Linked DNA regions of Zea mays: region 2 is linked to region 1. A link is a contact called in public Hi-C data. All regions are on one chromosome and are shown on one strand. The core of a region is the stretch at or near the end of the contact, and the rest is flanking DNA. Distances in the headings are between cores, read along the strand shown. Region 1 holds the start of LOC103654076 (E3 ubiquitin protein ligase RIE1). Region 2 holds the start of LOC732761 (histidine kinase).

Region 1 (5,501 bases), core at 2,917-5,416:
GTTGCAGCATGTGCCAACTTGGCTGACATAGACAGTGGCCGTGCGTTTCATGGCTATTTGATTAGAAGAGCGTTAGATACTGATGTCATCCAGGGCAGTGCACTTGTTGACATGTATGGGAAATGCGGATACATGGACCTCGCTCGATTGGTATTCGACAGGATGGATGAGAGGAATGACGTTTCATGGGACGCGCTCTTATCCGGGTTCGTCGAAAACGGGCTAGTTGATTCAGCACTTGACACTTTTAGACAAATGGAGTCCGCAAAAATAAAGTCTAACCAGCATACCTTTGTGAACCTTCTGAGGCTCTGTGGTGATAGAAGGTACAGAGAGTACGGAAGGCAAATCCATGGCCATGCCATAAGGGTCATAAACCAGATGAATGTAGTGCTGGAAACCGAGCTCATCGATATGTACGCCAAGTGTGGGTGTATTGAAGTCTCTCAGCTACTGTTTCTCAGGATGAACGAGCGGAACCTGGTGTCATGGAACACGTTGCTCTCAGGTTACGTTGGGGATGGACAGCCTGTTGCCACGGTAAACATTTACCGTCAGATGGAGCTGGCGCGTGTTGGGCCTGACCACTACACTTTGGCGGGTCTTCTGAACATGTGCCGGTTCCAAGGGCTGCTGCGCTATGGAAGGCAGATACATGCCCACCTCATCAAGACAGGCTCTGAAATGAACGTTGTGTTACAGACTTTGCTTGTCCATATGTACTTCAAGTGTAGACGGTGGCGGGACGCTCACAATGTTTGCACCTTGATCAGAGAGAGGAATTCCCATGTTTATGAGGCGTTTTTCAAGGTTTATGGAGACGACTACTTGATCTAAGGATTACGCACTAGAGTCTGAATATGCGAGATACTGTGGATAGACATCTTAAATGCACATACTTTGTTGGGTGCAAGCAAGCAGTAGTTTCAAGTCTTTTTTTAATCGCTAACATCAGTGACTTGTATGACAAAAGTATATTTTCACCAATACTGTTTTTCAAGTTATGTGTTTATACTGGTTAACAGGTGTTTCCGAGCATCCGTTTCTATTTATTTTCAGTTGTGAATGTGATCATATTTATCTATGCTCTAAGTCAGCTTCTTAATACATTAGTTCTAAAATATTTATCAAATCAAGGTTCTGGTACCATCCGAACCTGCTATAGATCTCTCTTTGTCCTTGAATGATACTGCATGAGATCCTGCAGCTGCAAAGAATAGAATAGCCATATTGTAGCAGAAGTAATCTCGTCGTAGATATGATTATATCAGAGAAATGGTACTTTAATAGTCAGGGTGCTCTGTAGAACGGTTGCCTGGTGGACACGAGCAGCTCCAAGATTTTATACTGTCTGAATTCATCAGCAATAATACAGGCCAGAGAAGAACCTAGCGGAGTTTTTATATGGCAAGCGCTGCATCCTCTCAATATTACAACGTCCAGCTGCTCAAAAGTCACAAATAAGTATTTCACTTACTCCAATTCCATCATACGCAGAAAACAACTCCAAAGGTATTTACAAGCGATATTAGCAAGGACAACTGTAAGTTAGGTTTCGTCCATTTACAGGTTGCTACCACATTCTAAACAGCAAAACACACATCACTGTGACATAGAAGCACAGCTGTTAAAACAACATACAGCCATATCAGAATCACAGAGTATTTCACCAATTCCAATTTATCATTAAGGGCTAGTTTGGCAACACTATTTTTCCATGAGATTTCCAATTTTCTAAGGGAAAATGAACTAATTTCCCTTGGGAAAACGGAAAATAGGGTTTCCAAACTAGCCCTAACAGAAAACAACTCCAAAGGTATTTACAAGTGATATTAGCAAGGGCAACTGCAAGTGAGGTTTTATCCATTTACAGGTTATCACCAATTCACCACATCCTAAATAGGAGAACCCTGACATCGCTGTCGCTTAAAAACACAGCTGTTAAAACAGCACAGAACCAGATCAGAATGAAAAAGGCATTGCGTTGCTTTGAGAATGCCACTTGAATGAAGGCTGTGTCCGAAAGTTATTTCAGCATAAGTTGGTCATGCACTGTCACTGATTTCGAGAATGTTATACTTGCAGAGTGGACAAGTCGCGTTCATGCGCAGCCATGTGGTAATACAACTCCAGTGGAAGTGATGTCTGCAAGGGAGAGCAGATAACTCAGCTCCATCTTCGTATGATGAGAGACAGACACAACATTCCTGAAGGAACAAAGAATCTGTCAGCAAAACACAAGAGAGACGTCGGAAACAAAGACACTCATATTGGCACAGAAGCATTGTTCAATCTGTTTGCCAACTGAAGTAACCAAAAAACATATTGTTGAAAATTTTGTACTGGCATGCCAGTATGGACAAAGGGGAAACAAAATCCACGGCGCACTGATGCCTTACAAAATGGCAACATAAACATTATGCTCCTTTTTTGGGAAAAAGGGAATGTGCCTTAACAGGCATAAAAAGATCATGACATTGAAAGAATACGGATACGGAACATAAGTTCTTACAGCATCCTCACGAAGCAGAATACGCTCACTCGTTGACATTCCACTGTTATTAAGGATAGGGATCATCAGACCTTCATCGGTTTCCTCCTCACTGTCCTCACTTGGATCATAATATCTATATCTCGGAAGGACACTAATATCTCCATCTGATGCACCCACCTACATATTTAACATGAAAGGAATTAAGAATTCTGTGATAACATATGGAAAGAGTACAGATACATCTACTTTTCTTGAGATCGGAGTTCATTTATCTTACCTTGCCAGCCAGAGCATACAGAATAGCAACGACACAAGGCAAGCAGCAACACAGTGCAATCCCAATGAAACAGGACATAGCAACACAAAACACAGCGAAAAACACATCAAAGGCCAGAAACACAATGGTTAACCTGCATAATGAATAGCAAAGCCCAAAGCAGGTAGTTAGGAACCTAGGGTGACAAGTAGGATAGCTCACATCTTAATTATGGGAAAATATAGATGCATGTATTGATTGGAGTACTTGAATGGAAACAAAGTAGCTTAGATACATATTGAACGGTTTTTGAGATCTTCCATAAGATGTATATTGCACTTTGCATATAGTAATTAAAATCCAGTATGACATTTTCATTCGAACCTAGGTAGAATCACCCAAGCTAATTGCATGTTGTCATTGGAGAATCAAGATGCAGGCAAAATGAAGGTAACGTACCAATAAAGCCTTGGCGCGCCATACTCCAGCACCTCCCCACCTGATACTAGCCAGTAGAATCCAATGATCCACCACAGAAATGATATCAACCTGTTTATCGTCTCACAACGACTTGCATGGCTGCAGGAGTAAGCCAAATAATGAAGACCAGTTAAAAAGTCATCACACCACACATAATAAAGCATGATTTCGAGTCCATTGCATAAAACCATAAACCGTACTCCTAATCCCAAGTCATCACAGAACATAAGAGGCTGAGGTTTAGATCATGCCCCACCTGCTCCTCCCTTCCGCCGTTTCGTCATCTTCGCTGTCGGTTCCCGAGCTGTCCGTCCCTGCGCCGGCAGATTCAACGTCTGAGGCCGGGCCCCAGGCGTGCCGCGCCCGCGTCTCGAGACGGGTAAAGACGATCCCGACGTGCACCAGGCACTGGGCGGCGTACCCGACGAGCCACAGGCGGAGTGGCTTCACGGGGCTGTCCTTGGCGGAGGACGCGAGCACCAAGGCCGCAGCGGCGGCGCAGGCGACGTTCCAGGCGATGTCGAGCGTGACGACGGGGCGGGAGTGCGCCCAGTCCGCGCGCCTTCGATGCAGCTGCAGCGTCGTCGCCTCGTGCACCATCATCGAGGGCCCGCGCGGCCACCCCACGCGCCCGATGAGTGCCGCGAGACGGCTTGGCCTCGCCGCGGAGGGAGGAGGCGAAGACAGGTTGACAGAATCAGCGTCGGCGTTGGTATTGGACGACGGTGATGAGCGGCGGAGCAGCGGGTGCTCCGGCGACGTGGTGGCCGTCTCCATTTGGGTCACCACACCGGACACTCGGTCACTCTCTCCCTCTCTTCAGCTGCCAGCTCCACTCTCCGCAGTCCGCACGAGTTTCGCTTCTCTACCAATACCAATTCCAGGCTTTGCTTGTTTTGGGCCGGGTTCAATCAGCCGAACGGATGAGAGTAGCAATCGTATGGGCTGGTCCGGATGCAGTTCGGGCTGTAGCTGGAAAGCCCAAACAGTGGCAACTGGAGCGGCGAAACCAAACACGATACAAGATCCAATCATCATGCGAATGCAAGTCACCAGTATAATAGTTGGTGTTCACAAACTCATAGGATTCATGAGGGGCAGGCTTATACGCAACCAAAACTGAGTAGGCAGGATCCACAAACAGAAAAACACGTTACCGGAAACATCCACCAACTAGAGCTAGAGGCGTGTCATAACCTACCTACCAGTACCAGTTCAACACAAAACGTAACACGGTCACAATTTCATTAATATTACATCGACCTGGACGTCCGCATAATGATGGAGGACTTGCTTCGGGTGTGCTTGGTTCTCATAATTTATTGCGGCTTTCTCGCAGCTTAATCACCCTGTCTCATGCGCTGCTAATGTTCTACGAATTGCCAGCCTAATTAGTTCTATTTCCAGCTCTAGATACCCATTATCAGTGGGGCAGCTCACTGACGCTTCAGTCAAGCTTCGCCACCTTTGAAATGTATGCTCTGCCAAAGTGTACAGCGCAATAAGATGCAGCAGTGATTCCGAGCCCGGCAAGAAGAATAAGCCAATCGTAAGCTGGATCTTGCACGGCGTAGACCCTGAGGCCAATAGTGTTCCAGAAGCTTTCAGTCCACACGGGATCTGCAGCACCCATTGGATCTGACGAGTTCGCTGGAAGAACGTGCCATGCATTGTCCTCAAACTTCACCCGAGTTGAATAAGCAGGAACATACCTGGGAAGTGATGTGCTGCAATAATCAGTAGGTCTCCAAGGGGAGAAAAGAACACAAGGATTATAAGTGAATTAACAACAAGTTCGCTAACTGACATAAAAAGGTACTAAAACTAGAGTTTCTTCTGGATTCAATCAATTGTTTCTTCAGCAGCAACTGAATATAAGAAAAGCAACAAAAAAAATAGCTGCAGAAGCATAACTAGTAAACACAGGTTACCTGGTTGTAGATACAACACATCTACCTCCACCCTCCACCTCTGCCCCTACACATACTTCACCTTCATCACCACACTTTCCAGTACATGAGCTTTTATTGCCTGCTGAATTAGTTCTGTCTGCCAAAAAGTTCCATACAAACCGAGACGTGTCATCTGCATATGAAGGAAGCTGCGTGCCAGATGGGTCATCCAGAAAAACACCAACATAATGACTTGGGCAGGGATTGCTTGGAGAAATGAATCTTTTCACAAGGCCGCACGAAAGACCAGGATTGCAAGTAAGCAGGCATCCAATAAGTTCTTCGACCAATGAAACGTTCACTTTTATAGTGTTTAGTG
Region 2 (5,381 bases), core at 983-3,482, 180 kb after region 1:
ATCTATTTTTTAAAAAAAATATCTTGGTTCCAAATTGCTTTCTCGAGTTGGGAGAAAGCAAGGGGACACATATTTCTGGTATGGTCTTATGAATATTAAGGAAGAATTTATGAGACGGGGGAGGTTTTGAGTAGGTGACGGTCGAGCAACCAGGTTCTGTGTCGACAAATGGATCCTAAATACACCACTCAAGGACCGGTTTCCAAACCTCTATAATATTGTGCGCAGGAAAAATGTTTTAGTTAAAGATGTGATGAATGAAAATATAACCAAATTATGCTTTCGTCAAGTTATTGTTGGTGTAAAACATGTGGAGTTGCATAATTTGTCAAATTTATTGGGAACTTTTCCTCTGGGCCAAACTAGAGACAAATTTCTTTGGGAGCCATAAAGATGGACTTTTCTCGGTTTGATCAATGGACTTTCTTCTAATGGATACCCCCTTAAATCTTAATAGGTTGCTTTGGAAGCTAAAACTCTCTCTTAAAATTTAAATTTTCTTGTGGTACTTAGGAAAGAACATTATTTTCACTAAAGGTAACCTAACTAAGCGCAGGTGAAAATGTAGTATGAAATGCAACTTTTGTGATCAAATTGAGAATATTCAGCGTCTTTTCTTTGATTATTACTTTGCTAGAAATATTTGGAGAATCATTAACTTTACTCTACAGATAGAGAGACCTATTAGTATTAATCATTTAATTAGAAATTGGTATGCTAACAAGGGAACCATACATAGAAAAAGACTCTTAATTGGGATGTCGGCAATGTTTTGGGTCATTTAGCTTTATCGTAATGATGTGGCTCTTTTTTCTAATGATGTCGATAAATGAAGAAGACTATAAAATATTACTCTTTTCGTCCACAAAAGTTAGCTGTTCTTATATTTCGAGGAGTCAATCATTTTTAATTTTAACCATATTTATATAAGAAAATATTTATATTTATATTACAAAATTTGTATATATTTTTGTAGTAAAATTATTTGAAGATATAAATGTTATTAATATATTATATAAATATAGTAAAACTTAGAAAAGTTTAATCGAGCGATAAGGATGGAGGGAGTAGAACATTTTCTTGCTTCCATAATAAAAAAATGCGTGACGATGACGTGCTCCACCAGTTTGACCGAGGTTTCTCTGCTACTGCTGACATGAACTGTATGGGCTGGCACCTCAGGGCGCAGAGGCGGGCCCATGGTCCGGGTCCACGGAGTACACAGCAGCGCGGCGTCCGCTGCTCCAGATCGGCCCTGCGGAAAAAAATTTGCTGCAGCCCGGCGGTAAAGCAGGCTGTTTGCAGCCCTCACAAAAAAAGAATAGACCCTATCTATAGGTCCACAACAAATTTTTTTCCGGCCCTGCCGTCGTACTCGTACGTGCCATCGTCTCTATTTCCCGGACTACCTCCTTGGCACGTCCCGTCCCGTTCCGCACCTGCCTCCTGCCGGTCTGACGGCCTATCGCCTACAGCAACAGAAAAACAAGAAACAGCCATGGTGCGGGGGCAGATGCGGCAATTCTGAGCTCGGCACGCACGTGTCTTTAAAACGCCCTCGCTTCCTCCTCCGTCCGTTCTGCTCTTGCCCCCGCCACCGGCACGGGCCGGGGCCACGCTCGCCGCTCAACGCCGCCGCTGCAAGAGGCCGCGGGTGATTAGCCTTGAGATTAGCGGGTACCGCTTCACTGTTACGGGAGTACCGTTTTAATTGACGCCCGCCTGTCTCGAATATCGGCTGCTGCCAAAAGCGCGGGTTCGGGGTTCCTCCCCGTCGGGCTCGGGCGGCCTCGGCTCGCCTCGTGGCGCCGCTGGGCGCTAGCGGAGTGGAAGTGGATCGACCTGTTGCGGCCGAAGAGTGGGGAGGCAACAAAAGGGAAAGCTGCGCGGAGAGCTCGGGTACCGTGGCCGGATTAGTTAATGCCCGCGAGCAGCTAGTCGTAGGCGTAATTATTTTAAGGCAGTTGTCGCCTCTGGGGACTCGTGAAAGCTTCACCTCTTTTGAGAAGCTCCGCACCACGACCTCGTCCCGCCCGCAGCCCGCTCTTCCCCGCTCCACCTCCAGGCTTCCAGTCTCTCACTCTCCCGCGCCTCTTGCTGCTGCTGCTGGCGATAGGGATCCCAGCGCCTTCAAGTTCGGGTGGGCGGCTAGCGCGGCGCGTGTCGGCGAGCATATGGTGGGCATTGGGCGGGGGAAGGAGGAGGAGGAGCGGCAATAGATTTGTGGGCGCAGAGGCGGGGATGGGGGGCAACAAGTACTGCGCGGCGATGACGAAGAGGAGATGGAGGGGGCTGGCAGCGGCCGCGTGGGTGCTAGTCGCGGTGGCTTGCTCCGCGGTGATGCACTGGACCATGCGCCGGGAGAGCATGGACCGCGCCGAGGAGCGCCTCGTCAGCATGTGCGAGGAGAGGGCCAGGATGCTGCAGGAGCAGTTCGGGGTCACCGTCAACCACGTCCACGCGATCGCCATTCTCATCGCCACCTTCAACTACGATAAGTCCCCTTCCGCTATCGACCAGGTTCGTCACCATTCGCCCCCCTCTTCTCCGCCATTGCTCTTGTAGATTGCTATGCCACGGTATCAATTGGCAGTTGGTTTAGCAATAGCGGACCCCGAGATCCTACACATTGTTCTGTGGGTTGTCTCTTTTCTTTAAAGGAGCAAACAGAAAAAAAAGGGGAGAAATAGAGATATAGAGATGCGTTGTTGTTTGTTGACGCTTACCGTCGTTTAGCACGCCATGATTGCTGTGGTTGGCTGGGACAGGTGCTGTTCATAGTCTTGTGGAAAGAAAAAAAATGTCCATTCCTGCGGCGGTTAGGCGGGGATTTTTTAGGCTTATTGGAGACGTAGCTGAACTGAACTGTTGGGTTGGTGGCACATTGTTTGTTCATAGAGTGATTAGTGTGTTCGCTGCAAAACCATCTGGGGGTTACTTTGACATCCATTGGGGTGTGCTCTTTTGCCAACCTTTTGATTCCTTGTTTATTCTGAGAAAGGTCCCTGTCGCAGAGATTAAATTATGTTAGAAGCTGCTTTCTGCCTCTCTTTTCTTTTGCTTAGATTATTGATCCTCAAAGCCGTCCTTTCCTGCATCTACACTTCGTTTCTCTTCCCCCCCTTTTTTTTTGTCGATTTACCTATAGTTTAGGCGTGCAGTGTCATGGGCCCATGTTATTTGAAGACGTGCTCGTTTTTGCATACAATGACCAATCTTATTCGTTGCATCATTACTTTTGGTAAATCAACAAGATGTCTTCTTCTGATTCTTGCAATTTATAGCATATTATTGTCCAGTATTCTATTTTGGCTTAATAATTAATGTCCGACACAGGACACTTTTGCAAAATACACGGCAAGGACATCATTTGAGCGACCGCTACTCAATGGGGTGGCATATGCACAGCGTGTATTCCATCATGAGAGGGAAATGTTTGAAAGCCAGCAGGGATGGATTATGAATACAATGCAGCGGGAGCCTGCACCCCCGCAGGTTGAATATGCTCCAGTGATTTTCTCTCAGGATACTGTTTCCTACCTCGCACGCATTGACATGATGTCTGGAGAGGTATGGTTCTATTTGATCGATCTTAGTATTCATTGGGGTGTTTATGACCCTTTGATGTCTCTTTAGTGAAAGCAATCTATTTATTTACGATACAGGAGGACCGAGAAAACATTTTGCGGGCCAGGACTACTGGCAAAGCTGTGTTAACAAACCCATTTCGGTTGCTTGGATCAAACCACTTGGGAGTAGTTCTCACTTTTGCTGTGTACCGCCCTGATCTCCCCGCTGATGCATCAGTTGAGCAACGTGTGGAAGCAACTATTGGGTGAGATGTTCTAACTCACATCCTTTGTTGTTTTATTTTTAACCAAATATTCTAGCATTGTCGCCTTTAAGACTCATGTTTAACATGTGGGTATGAATAAAATTTTGTGCACTATTATTTGATCATGTAATATCTTGTCATCGTGTATCATGCCACATTTGTGGTTCACTGATCAATACTGAATTTAGGTTGACTATGATGACCTTAACATGTCTAGTAACAGGTGATAATAGAAACAATGTGTTTCTTTTTTAAAAAAGGTATAGCGTGCTTATGGCAGTTATGGCAGGCACATTTAGTAATAGATCATGCAGGTTATAATCATTGCAGCTTGTCTCAATTTAATCAAATGATACTCTATGCTTATCTAATTTTCAAGAGAATAATTTGCTGTGTGCTCCCAGATATCTTGGTGGAGCGTTTGATGTGGAGTCACTTGTGGAGAATTTGCTGAGCAAACTTGCTGGCAATCAGGATATTGTGGTGAATGTCTATGATGTCACAAATGCTTCAGAGGCTATGGTTTTGTATGGACCTTCTAGTTCGGATGAGCGCGTGCCTTTCTTGCATGTTAGCATGTTGGATTTTGGAGATCCGTTTAGGAGGCATGAAATGAGGTGCAGGTTGGTAGTCCTTATCTGTAAATCTTAATTTTCTTGGCTGCTTTTGTTTTCCACTAATGTTGTCAACCTGCAGGTATAGACAAAAGCTTCCTATGCAGTGGTCTGCCATAACCAATCCTTTGGGCACATTTGTCATATGGATGCTTCTGGGGTATAGCATTGCCGCTGCATATTCTCGATATGACAAAGTTACAGAAGATTGTAGAAAGATGGAAGAGCTAAAAACGCAGGCAGAAGCTGCTGATGTTGCAAAGTCTCAGGTTTGGCCTGTTCTTTAGCACTCTCATTTACTAGGCATTCTAGCATATGCATCATGTATGGCTTAGCTTATCTATGTTTGTCTCTCTTGCAGTTCCTGGCAACTGTGTCACATGAGATCAGAACACCTATGAATGGCGTCCTTGGTACTTATGCATTTATTTTGATATTACTTAATCTTCAGTTCCGTGGGCCTATCAATCTAATTTTTTTCCTTCTGGCGTAGGAATGCTGGATATGCTTTTAGGAACAGATCTAACTATGACACAGAAGGATTATGCTCAAACTGCTCAAATGTGTGGCAGAGCATTGATAACGTTGATAAATGATGTCCTTGATCGAGCAAAGATTGAAGCTGGAAAGTTAGAGCTTGAAGCGGTGCCTTTTGACCTGCGTTCTCTCATGGATGATGTTATTTCCTTATTTTCTTCAAAGTCACGGGAGAAGTGCATTGAGGTATGTTACTGTTAATGCTTGAAGTAGGAAATGATGTTGCCTGGGCCATCACTTGAATGGATATTGATTGCTTTTAGTCCTAGTTTTTGGCTGAGCAACTGACGAATAATGCAGTTTTGCCTGAACCAATCTGTCACTATACATTGTGGCATATACTTTTCCTGATCCTTTTCCTTCTTGCTGCAGCTTGCAGTATTTGTATGTGACAA

Evidence for each region. Hi-C and Micro-C count contacts between places; a contact is called where the count stands out from the background.
Region 2: a Hi-C map of ear shows a contact between it and region 1, with 2.6 times the contacts expected there. The contact joins the promoter of LOC732761 here to the promoter of LOC103654076 in region 1. A contact is called at or near these places in 9 of 25 Hi-C or Micro-C datasets (bundle sheath, ear, endosperm and 4 more).

Annotation. Positions count from the first base shown.
Region 1 is chr4:172,274,460-172,279,960 of Zm-B73-REFERENCE-NAM-5.0, forward strand. It overlaps LOC103654076 (E3 ubiquitin protein ligase RIE1), which reads right to left and starts at 4,167. Exons shown (of 5, transcript XM_008680878.3): 1 at 3,487-4,167; 2 at 3,210-3,329; 3 at 2,772-2,904; 4 at 2,513-2,671; 5 at 1,449-2,207. The coding sequence starts at 4,007. The coding sequence ends at 2,046. LOC100501623 reads right to left here. Exons shown (of 16, transcript NM_001323059.1): 15 at 5,162-5,501; 16 at 4,382-4,942. The coding sequence ends at 4,678.
Region 2 is chr4:172,455,795-172,461,175 of Zm-B73-REFERENCE-NAM-5.0, forward strand. LOC732761 (histidine kinase) reads left to right here and starts at 2,233. Exons shown (of 11, transcript NM_001112387.1): 1 at 2,233-2,520; 2 at 3,337-3,570; 3 at 3,666-3,835; 4 at 4,240-4,458; 5 at 4,532-4,718; 6 at 4,811-4,862; 7 at 4,943-5,172; 8 at 5,359-5,381. The coding sequence starts at 2,242.